2 separate regions of the Oryctolagus cuniculus genome follow, and region 1 is linked to region 2. Evidence: chromatin contacts called from public Hi-C data. All regions are on one chromosome and are shown on one strand. Each heading gives the region's core, a stretch centred on a gene start, on an enhancer-like site or on the middle of the called end of the contact. The rest is flanking DNA. Distances are from core to core; before and after follow the strand shown. Region 1 overlaps ATP6V0D1 (ATPase H+ transporting V0 subunit d1). Region 2 holds the start of LOC100346101 (tubulin polymerization-promoting protein family member 3).

Region 1 (5,412 bases), core at 780-3,279, 44 kb after region 2:
TGGTCCTGAACAGAACCCCTCACCTTTCCTCCCTCCTTACAATGCCGTGCTCACGGGCCTGGTGGGACACACCAGATTGAGTGTGATCAGTACTGGGGACCTGGGCTGGCTCCTAGGAGGGATGTGGTCACCTGCTTGGGAGCCTCAGAGCAGAAGCTAGGTGCAAACAATGGCAGCCACTGGGGAGGTGGGAGGCATGGAGTCTCAACTAGGCCTAAAGGATAACACTGGAGGACCTCTGTTTTCCCAGGCCTGGACACACGGGATCCAGTTTAAAACAGAAAAGGCTGGGGTTGGAGGGGAACAGGTGACCCTCAGGACCCCAGGTAGTGGATCAGGGATTGAGTTCACCTGAATCCTTTGACACTCAAGCTAGATCCCTTTAATCTCCACACCAGAACTCTGGGCAAAGCCAAGGGAGCAGCAGGGCCTCTTTCCTCTGCCTACCCCTTCCTGAGACAGAGGCTGGGTAGACAGAGGCAGAGTCCAGGCAGCCTTAAGTGAACAAATTAAAGAATGAGGAAGAAAAAAAAAAACAAAACAGGAAGAACCAAGCAGAGGTCAGGAGGCCATAAGGAAGCCCTTGGGTCTCACCTGGGACCCAATAGCATAGATAAAAGAAGAGAGCTTCTTTAAGGTTCCTCCAGAAGCCGGAAAGCTCTGCCGCTGTGCTAGTCTGGTCAGGCCTAGGTCGCACTGACCCCCAGCAACCCGAGCCCTTGAGGGCCACACAGGGACTTGGGGTAAGACCAGTGGCCTGGGCACCCACAGAACAGGACTAAGGGTAGGTGCAGGGGAGGCCTGTGGCTGGGAGCCGCTGAGAAGCCATCAGAGTAGAGGCAGAGGCAAACGACAAAGGCTCAGTTGCAGCACCAAGGACACCACAGATGACTCCTCAGAGAGGAAGCCCCATCTGCCAGCCAAACAGAAAGCCCAGCTGAGGTCAAGGCCTAAAACTCATTACTTAAGTGTCTAAGGAGGGACAAGGTTTGTGCAAGTACTCAGGGCCAGGCCAGAGTTAGCCAGGAAAGCAGTGCCCAGCACCCAGTCCAGTCTGTTACCCCACACTCTATTCCCCCGCCACAGGTCTACCCCCATTCACATTCACAATGGCCTGGTCCCTTGAGCACCCTCCACAGTCCTGGGGAGGAGCTGCAGGGTGTGGGGCATGAACAGGACATCAGGCTGCCAGGCTAGGCAACAGCAGCCTAGCCCACAATGCAGCCCTTCAGGGCCTTGATTTTCCCATATCTAAAATAGGAAAAAGGCCAACATGCCAGTTCAAGACAGATTTTTTTTTTTTTTTTAATCAGCCAAGCTTGAGGTGTTGGATGAGGCAGAGGCCAGAGAGGCCAATGGAAAGATCCCTGAATTGTAGTACGGGGTGGAAGAAGAGAATTCCTGATTGCCTTCTAAAAACTCCACTCCCAACACAATTGTGTGAACCTATACGCGGTCCAGGTACCTGGTTTGTGCCTTTCTCAGCCACTCTGCACACACGCACCTATGCATGCCATACACACTCCTATGTGTTCCTCAGAGGACCAGAGGATGTAGAGGAGAGGAATCTGTCCTAAGGATGAATTCTTCCTCTCCTGGAGGGACCAATGTGGGAGGACAAGAGTGGGGACCACCTGGGGAAGAGCATGCTGCTGGAGCCTGAGAACTGTGGCCCTGACTCCTGGGCTCCCAGCTAGCACACTGGGCTTTAACTGGGGCTCCAGAGTGGAGAGCTGCCCACGTGACCTAGCTTCGAGGGTGAGGGGGAACATGCGAGGACAGCTTGGTGATCAAGGCTACAGCAGCCTGCACCAGGCACCAGGGGAGAAAGCTTCAGGGGATATCTCCTTGCCCTCCCCTTCCTGTCCCAGAAAGCTGAAGCACAGGTAGCTGAGCGCAAGAGATGGATGGAGAGTCAGGAGACCCTGAGCCATGAAATATGCCTAATCTGAGAAGGCCAACTGAGGCTTTAGTGAGGGAAGCAGGGCTCAGAGCAGAGTCCCAAGGGACAGCAGCCATAGGCAAGTGCAGTTTAGAGGAACAGAAGCAAAGCAGCTAGGCTGACTCACAGGTCCACACTCCCTTCCCCAGGCTGTCTGGCAGCAAGTGATCCTGGTGCGCCCCCTTGTGGCCAAAGCGAGGTGGCCTCGTCAACAATGACCTGGGAAGAGGTTGCTCCAGCTGCTGTTCCCTCTCAACACTGCCCTCCAATGTAATCACTGTCAGACGGCTGCACCTCCCCCCCCAATCAGTCCACAGGGAAGTGGGGCCACAGATACCAGCAAAGCCATGCAGGAATGTGCCATAAAGAACAGCAACAGGCCCAAAGGGCACATGAGCCTGGGAAAGCAAAACAGAGACCAGGTGAGCCTGCACCTAGTCAGGAGGAACTGGTCTGTCCTGCATCAGTCACACAGGGCCTTCTTAAGGGTGAGACTGAAGAACGTGGAGGGAAGCTTGGGTATCCACAGCCCTCTACACCCCTGTTCTGAGCCAGACCCTCCCAGGTCTCCAATTCCTAATAAAATCAAGCACACAATAACCCAGGAATAGGGGTATGACATGGTGCACCCCTCCAGGACAGCACTCTCAGTTTTTCCTCCCAAATTCCCCACATCCCAGAACCCCTCCAGTGCTAAAAGAGTGGTCATTCAATCATGTAAATATCCATTGAGCTCTATCTAGGACTGTGCTGTAGAATCTTAGCAACCCTCAAATAACTGAATTCTGTTTCATGAGTGGGCAGACTCATGCTCAGCATCACACAGCTGGCCAGAAAAGGAGCTATGACCTACCTGATGCCTGGTCCCCCACATAAATTCAGAAAGGTCCTGTCCACCCAGAGGGGCCCTGAGCAGGCACAAGTGATCTACAAGATACATTACCACATCATGTCCTTGCACCCATTCATTAAAAAAAAAAAAAAAAAAACATTTATTTATTTGAAAGGCAGCCGGCGCCGCGGCTCACTAGGCTATTCCTCCGCCTTGCGGCGCCGGCACACCGGGTTCTAGTCCCGGTCGGGGCGCCGGATTCTGTCCCGGTTGCCCCTCTTCCAGGCCAGCTCTCTGCTGTGGCCCGGGAGTGCAGTGGAGGATGGCCCAAGTGCTTGGGCCCTGCACCCCATGGGAGACCAGGAGAAGCACCTGGCTCCTGCCATCGGATCAGCGCGGTGCGCCAGCTGCAGCGCGCCGGCCGCGGCGGCCATTGGAGGGTGAACCAACAGCAAAGGAAGACCTTTCTCTGTCTCTCTCTCTCTCACTGTCCACTCTGCCTGTCAAAAAAAAAAAAAAAAAGAAAGAAAGAAAAAGAAAGGCAGGCACACACAGAGAGACAGAGAAAGGGAGGAGGGGAGGGGAGAGTAGAAAAAAGAGAGGAGGGGGGAGAGAGAGAGAGAGAGAGACAAAGAGAGAGGGAGGGAGGGAGGAAAGGAAGGAGGAGGAGGGAGAGAGAGAGGAGATAGATATCTTCCATCTGCTGGCTCACTCCCCCAAATGATTGCATTGGCCGAGGCTGAGCTTGGTGAAGTCAGAAGCCAGAAGATGCCTACATGTTTCCCACATGGGTGCAGAGGCTTGGGCCATCTTCCTTTACTTTCCCAGGCACATTGGCAGGGAGCTGGATGAGAAGTAGAGCAGGCAGGACTTGAACCCCCACTCCTATAGGATGCTGTAACTGCAGGTGTAGGCTTAACCTTCTACACCACAGTGTAGAAGTCATTAAAAAAAAAAAAAAGATTTATTTATTTATTTGAAAGGCAGAGTGACAGAGAGAAAGGGACAGTCAGATCTTCCATCCACTACTTCATTCCTCAAATGGCTACAACAGCCAGCTCTGGGCAAGGTCAGAGCCAGGAGCTTCTTCCAGGTCTCCCATATGAACAGCAGGGACCCAGGTACTTGGGACATCCTCTGCTGCCTTTCCAGGAGCATTAGCAGGAAGCTGGAATAGAAGCAAAGCAGCTGGGGGCTGGCATTGTGGCACAACAGGTAAAGACACCGCCTGAGACTCTGGCATCCCATATGAACACCAGTTCATGTCCCAGGTGCTCCACTTTCAATTCAGCTCCCTGCTAATGGCCTGGGAAAAGCAGCAGAAATACTTGGGCCTCTGCCATCCATGTGAGAGACCTCGAAGAAGCTCATGGCTCCTGGCTTCAGCCTGGCCCAGCCTGGCCATTGTGGCCACGTGGAAAGTGAACCAGTGGATGGAAGACCTCTCTATCTCTTTTTCTCCCTCTCTCTCTCTGTAACTCTGACTTTCAAATACATAAATAAATCTCAAAAAAAAAAAAAAAAAAAAACAACAAAGCAGCTGAGACTTGAACCAACACTGCTATGGGATGCCAGTGTCACAGAGGTTTAACTAGCTGTGCCACAATGCTGGCCCCTGCACCTGTTCATTCTTGATGAAGCCTCTCCTAACAGGCCAGACAGCATCTAACTGCTGAACCCAAAGCACAAAAGCAGTGAGAAAAGAGGCATCTTGACCACAGCAGGAATAGTGAGTGGGTGACCTGACAGGGGACCAGGAGAAAAACTGTTGGAGACAGACCTGGGTCATCGGAGACAGTGGTTCATTTCCAGTCTAACAACTCTAATGTAGGACGGATTCTCTGCTGTGTTCAATGTATGCCACTTAAAGCGGCAAGTGAAACTAATACATTCCAGAAGGGTTATGTGCAAAATGTTACAGTAAGGTGTGAGGCATCTCCCCCTCTGCCATCCAGAAACCCTGTTCATCCACAAAGCCTATAAGGGTACTAGATGGCTGACATGTGCCTATTTTTTGAGGACCTAAAAGGGCCCCAGGCATGGGTTCAGGCATTAACTCCACCTCAGAAACCAAGCCCAGGAACTTGCTGAGTAAATCCAAGAAAAAATTCTGTTATCACTCACTACAGCAAGTTCTAACACTACCTCCTGGGACAGGGTTTGTGAAATAGAGATTCTCTCTGTGTGTGCAGACTATTACTGACTTGACAATAAATAGCTCCTCAGATAAAATCGAGCTAAGGTATGTACCAATGCAAGATGTAATCACTTTCACAAATCGGGGAGGAAGAGGCACAGGAGAGGAAAAATGGCCAGGTGAAGGGGACCTGCCCAGGGCAGCTATGGACAGGGATTCTGAGGCTCTAACCTGGGTGACATGAGAATAGTGCAGCCCAGTCCTGGCCTGGGCCCTCGAAAACCCCTGGGACTCTGAGTTTTCCGGTATTTAGAGAAGAGGCTTGCAGGGGGTTCCTAAACACTCAGATCAGCCCATAATGCTGTGAACCAACACCTAGATGATGAATGTCCAAGCTCACCAACATGGGCCTCAGCTTAGAAGGTTGCTGGGTGTGGGTACCTTCTCTTTGCTTACCTGTATACTCTGATTTTCTTTAAATACATTTATCAGATTTTTAAA
Region 2 (5,394 bases), core at 445-2,944:
CTCCGGGCACCAGGCTCAGTTGTGGCTAGGCCCTCACTTCCTCACTCATCAACAATTCGCAGAAGTCTGTCGCCACGGCAAGACAGCAGGCTTGCAACGCCCATCATTCCTGAGCTGACCAGGTCTGCAAACACTTTCTGTGCCATTCTCCAACTGCAAGCAGTCTGGGAAGCCAAGGGAGAGGGACAGGAAGGAGCAGAAACAAAGCCGATGGAGGGCACGGAGGGCGGCAAGCGCTGCTGACGTTAGCCAGGAAATCAACTCCTAGGATGCAGGAGCCAGCCCTGGGGAACACCCACCGAGAAACGGTCGTCAAGAACAAAGTTGTGACAGAACAAAGTAAGAGAAACAAAAACAAAATGAAAGACCAGAAAACAAACAGGTTAATTAAGCTGCCTCTGTTATTGCCTCGATTGTCTGTTTACAAACCCAACCCGGCTCCCACAGAGAACCATCAGCTCCACAAAAGCAGGGACCACCCCTCACCCCTGCCTGAATTCAGCTCCTTTTCCCACTGCTGCTGTCACCCTGACCCGGGCCTCCGCGTTCCCAAGAGGACGGCAGGCTGCTCGCTCCCAGTGCTTCCCGGGAATGCACTCTGGGATGACTCCGATCATTTCAAACTCTGAGACCTCAGTCATTGGCCTCGGAGGGGACGGCCCCCCGTAAACAACACACAGAACAAGGTCCCCTTGCCACAGATGGAGACCCTGAGAGAGAGAGCTCAGAGAGGCAGTGTAGGAGGCACAGCCAGGCTGGCAGGACTAGGACAGCCCGCCGATGTCTCCCCGGGAGCCTGTCACAACCACGCTGCCCACGGCAGCCAGGGAGGCGTCTCCACTCTGAACACTCTTCAGAATTCCTCTGCGACTTCCTCCCGCTGCTGGGCTAAAGCTGAACCCTCACCCTGGCCTGCAGGGCGCCCCTCGCACGGGACTGCTCCGCTGCCTCCAGACCTCGCTACACTTGCTTGTCCCTTTTCCAAACACGCCCTTCCCCGGCTCACACTGCTGGCTCCCGCCCAGCCTGCAACACCTTTTAGGGCAGACCGTCCCCGACGGCCCCTCTCCGTCTCCTCCCCAGGGCACTCAGCCCCCCGCCTGACGTCACTTCAGTCCAGCGTCCGGCGCCTGCTCCCCGGCCCCCGCCGTCGCGCCGCCTCTGTGCAGAGTCCTCGGCCGCCCCGCACCTGTCCCAGAGCCTGGCACACCGCAGGCGCTCAGCGCGGATCTGGTGGCCGCTAGAAGGAAACCTTGCGTTCTGCGCAGTCCCCCGGAGCCCAGGCTGAGGGCTCCAGGCCCAAAGCAAGCCCAAAGCTCGGCTAGGCGGCAGCAGCCGCGAGACCCCGTGGCTCAGGCCAGGTTCCGAGAAGACAAATGTGGCGGGGGCTCCTCACCTGCGCGTCACGGCCGGCCGTGCCAGACCGGCCTTGCCAAGGTCAGCCAGAGTTCGGCCCCCGCGCCTAGCCGTCCACTCTCCCCAGAGCGGCAGCGCGTCAGACTGTAGCGGCGGAGACTGTCCCCGGGACCAGCAAGCAGAGCGCCCCGGAGCGGGGCCCCATTCCGGTCAGAAGTTGGGCCTGCGAATCTTGGGGCTCCAGCTCGTCCGGGCTGGTTCTAAGGCCGGTCCAGGCCAAGGCGGGATGGGCCTCATCAGGCGCGGGCCCGTTCCCCTGGCAACGGCGCGGGCTACGGCGCCCCACAGTGGCCAAACCGCGCTGCGTCACTTCGCGCTGGTACCCCGGCTCAGGGCGGGGCTTGCTGAAGACCCCCACCTCCGACGCTCCAGCCTACCCAATCCCCACTTTTTTCTTATTTTACTCTTAGAAAACCGATTTTCTCCCATCCCCCACCCAAAGCTTGTCTTCTTGAAGTCCTAACTTGTCCCAAATGCGCTCTCCCGTCAAGTTCTCCTGAGATCACCACTCTTAGACGACCCCCCCCCAAAACCACCTGCCCCAGTTAAATGGCACGTTTTACTAAGAGTCTGTGCTGGACCCTGGACGTTCTGTGAAGAAACACCGGTGAGACCCCTACTCTTCAAGGAGATTATAGGTTAAGGGGGAGACAGATCTAGACATATCACACAACTAAAAATGTGGGTAACCCCACAGTATGAAGTGTGACGACATGTGAGAGCATGAAACCATGTAGCACAAAATGCGTCATTTCTGCATTGCCTTTAAACCAAGCAAAATCCTACTGGGAGCCCCCCACCTTCCACCCTCAGGGGAAACTCAATCCTGGTCTCCAGTGGGACCCTTCTCCGAAGGTTGCACCAAAGGACTCATGGTCCCCTCCAGCCAAGAGCCCTCTGGCCTCGGGTCCTCTCCGGGGCTCCGGGCTGTGAGACGCTGCCTGCTGAGCCCCCACCCCTCCCTCTTCCCTTTCCCTGCCTGAGGGACCCCCTTGCCCACCCACCTGGCTTCTCCCTCCCTTTCTCCTTGAGGGCACTCAGAATGGATTCTCCCACAGTTCGGGATTTCTGGACAAACAGGAAGAGCCTTTTTGTCTTCTGCCAGTTCTCCTATCAGTATCTCCAAGGCCTGAAAGTGGGGAGCAGCTGGCTGGCTGGGTGCTGAGAAAGGGGAGAGACAGACGGGAAATATCCCTGTCTCTCCAGTGTTCAAGGCAGAGGCGGACAATAAAAGCCGCACGGAGCTGCTCCTTCCCCGTCAACATGTCAGCCTGAGTCCTTATGCAGTTAACCTCTCGATAATTTAGAGTCTTGTTTTTGGAACAAGATAGACTCCGTGTGGAATAAGTATCAAGGCTACTCTGGCTTTAGAAATACCAAAGTGACTCCTCAGTTCTTATCTGGAATTGAAGAATTTGGGGTCAAAGATGACCCAGATCTCGAGTTCCACCGCCGGCCTTCTAGATCTGGGATCCATCTGCCCTTCAGGGGCCTGTCCTGGAACGAGCAGCATTTGCCGTCATTCTCAGGCCTTTCCCTACCGGGTTCCCTCTACTTGGACTGTTCTTCCAGCTTCTCTGCCCGCGCACAACGCCCAGGTTTTCTGGAACAGAGACAGCCCTGGAGGCAGGACTTGTCCCTGCCCAGAGGTATTGCCCCTGGCCCAAAAGAAAGGTCTACTCTGCGTAGAGGAGCCCGGGCCGCAGAGAAAAGGGTTTGCACACTCACGTTTGAGAGCATTCCAAGCTGGCTTCTGTGTGTCCTTGGACCTGCCAGAGGAGGCTTTCAGGCCAGCCTGCTGGCAAAGCCGGCTCGTCCTGCCCTTGGCCTGTGCCAGCCATGCATCCATCCTTAATCAGAGCCAGTGTGCACCTGGTCTTCCTGGGGCTTGTCATCTGTCTCAGGACCAGTCACCACTAGTGACCTTGGACGAATTTCTTAAACTTCCTGGAATCTCAATTTGTTCATAAGTGAAATGGGGGTACCAGTAGTTACTGCCTAGGGCTATGATGAGGCCTGAAAACGTGCCAGTGCAACTAACCAGAGAGAGAGGGTGCCGGTGTTGTGGCACAGCTGGTTAAATTCCACTTGTGACACCAGCATTCCATATGTGAGTGTTGTTTCAAGTCCCAGCTGCTCCACTTCCGATCCAGTTTCTTGCTGATGTGCTTGGGAAAGCAGCAGATGATGCCAGAAGCTTGGGCTTCTGCCACTGGTGTGGGAAACCCTGAGGGAATTCCTGGCTCCTAGCTTCAACCTGGCTGAGTTCATGCTGTTGTGACCATTTGCAGAGTGAACCTTCAGGTAGAAGATCTGTCTCTTTCCTCTCCTCTCCTCTCCTCTCCTCTCCTCTCCTCTCCTCTCCTCTCCTCTCCTCTTCTCTCCTCTTCTCTCTCTTTGCCTTTCAAATACTTAGATCTTTCTTTAAGTGCACAGAGATTATCCAAAAGGGAGCAGTTATTGGGACAGCTACTCTAGACTTTCCTGGTCTTACTATCAGGAAATAATGCTTATTAACTAATGGAATTACATTTAGTTCTCAAATTAACCTGGATAGGAGGTAGTCCGCCCCAGCTCTTGCTCTCTGGATCCACTCAGCAGGACCATGGTGCTTTCTCCAGCTCTGGATGAGCCAGCCCGGCCACTTGGCTTGTCCTCTGACCTCCTGACCTCTCTCTCCTTCTCCTGTATCCTCGTACCCCCCTCCCAACAGTCCATTCTCTTCACAGCCTGTGGCTATCTGTAAAAAATACCCAAACAAACCAAGCTGATTATTTTATTTTTTTTTTCCTGCTTACAACCCTCAACAACTCTCCCTGGTCCCCTGGGAGAAGTACTGCCATACACTATGAAATTAAAATCCAAACTCCTCCTTGCCACAGACCGCCAGTCTCCAGAACTTTGCCCCCTGGCTGCGGCTGACCTCGCAGCCTTGCCAGCTGCTCTAACTTTCCTGGAAGGTGGTGCCTCTCTCCATCCCAGGCAGGCTTCCATGACTCCTTGGAACTACCAAAGGAGACCCCTGGGTGGGCAGAGCCAGCTCCGTGTCCTGGACCTGAGCCAGCAGAAACCGCATTGGGTGCTCCCGCTGCCTGGACATCACTTCCTCCAGGAAAGCTTTCTCTGAGCCCAGGACGATAGAGACCCTCACTCACTCCCATAGCACCCTGGAAGTCTGCTTCCCGGTTCCGCCCTCAGGCTCCTTGACGGTGTAAGGATCCAGGAGGGCCAGACTGGGAGATCACAGTGTTGCTTCCCTAACAGGATCTGGCACCCAGCAAGCACTAAATGCATGTGTGTTGAATGAAAGGAGGAAGGAAGGAAAGGATAGAGTTCTTCCGAAGCCTTTTGTAGAGTGAATAATCACTTGTTGAATTATTTTTGTGTAAAAATGGACTTTCCTGCATTAGCATCCCTTCCACACAGTAAATCTATTTTATTCTGTGTCCCCTGTAAGGGTTTTTCTATTTACTATATTCGAGACATTTTCCTGCCATTAACTTTCCCTTGTTCAGTGGTTTTGTGACCATTCTGCGCTTTCAGAAAGAGGTGCCTTTTGGTATTTAAAATATTCTCTGGGCTTCCTTGGTGAGAGGGTTCTGGCAGCTTCCCTACTGTTGACTTTAACCAGTGCAGCTTGGAACACGATGTCACCCATCCAGAACCCTTCTCAGCCTAGATAAAACTTACTCTCTGTCTCTAGTTGGGGACAGGGTGTTTGGAAATAGCACCTTATGCAACAGAGCTGCTAGAGGGCTGTTCCTCAGAGACAAACGAAATAAAAATCATGGTGCGTGGAAAATGTGCCCACAGAGTCCTAGAAACCAAAGGTTTTAAAGCTTTTCTGCCAGTAATCCCATTTTTATTTTATGTTTCTTGGAAAACTGAAAGCCTCTATTTACCAAATGTGTTACCTAAGATGCAGAAAAGGAAAAAAAAAAAAAAAAAGACAAGTGAAGGTGAGCTGCCCAGGGTTTC

The links. A called contact is a pair of places that touch in the nucleus more often than the background predicts.
Region 1: a Hi-C map of embryonic fibroblasts shows a contact between it and region 2, with 4 times the contacts expected there. The contact joins the enhancer-like site here to the promoter of LOC100346101 in region 2. A contact is called at or near these places in 5 of 6 Hi-C or Micro-C datasets (ear pinna, embryonic fibroblasts, psoas muscle and 2 more).

The regions. Positions count from the first base shown.
Region 1 is chr18:50,728,357-50,733,768 of mOryCun1.1, forward strand. All of the region lies in intron 1 of ATP6V0D1 (ATPase H+ transporting V0 subunit d1), which reads right to left. Among named protein-coding and RNA genes, the nearest start is that of ATP6V0D1, 18 kb to the right of the region's middle. Within about 2 kb of position 2,030, at least 1 of the 8 cell types and tissues checked has an H3K27ac peak or open chromatin away from gene starts, as enhancers often do.
Region 2 is chr18:50,684,452-50,689,845 of mOryCun1.1, forward strand. It overlaps LOC100346101 (tubulin polymerization-promoting protein family member 3), which reads right to left and starts at 1,695. Exons shown (of 13, transcript XM_051847194.2): 1 at 1,397-1,695.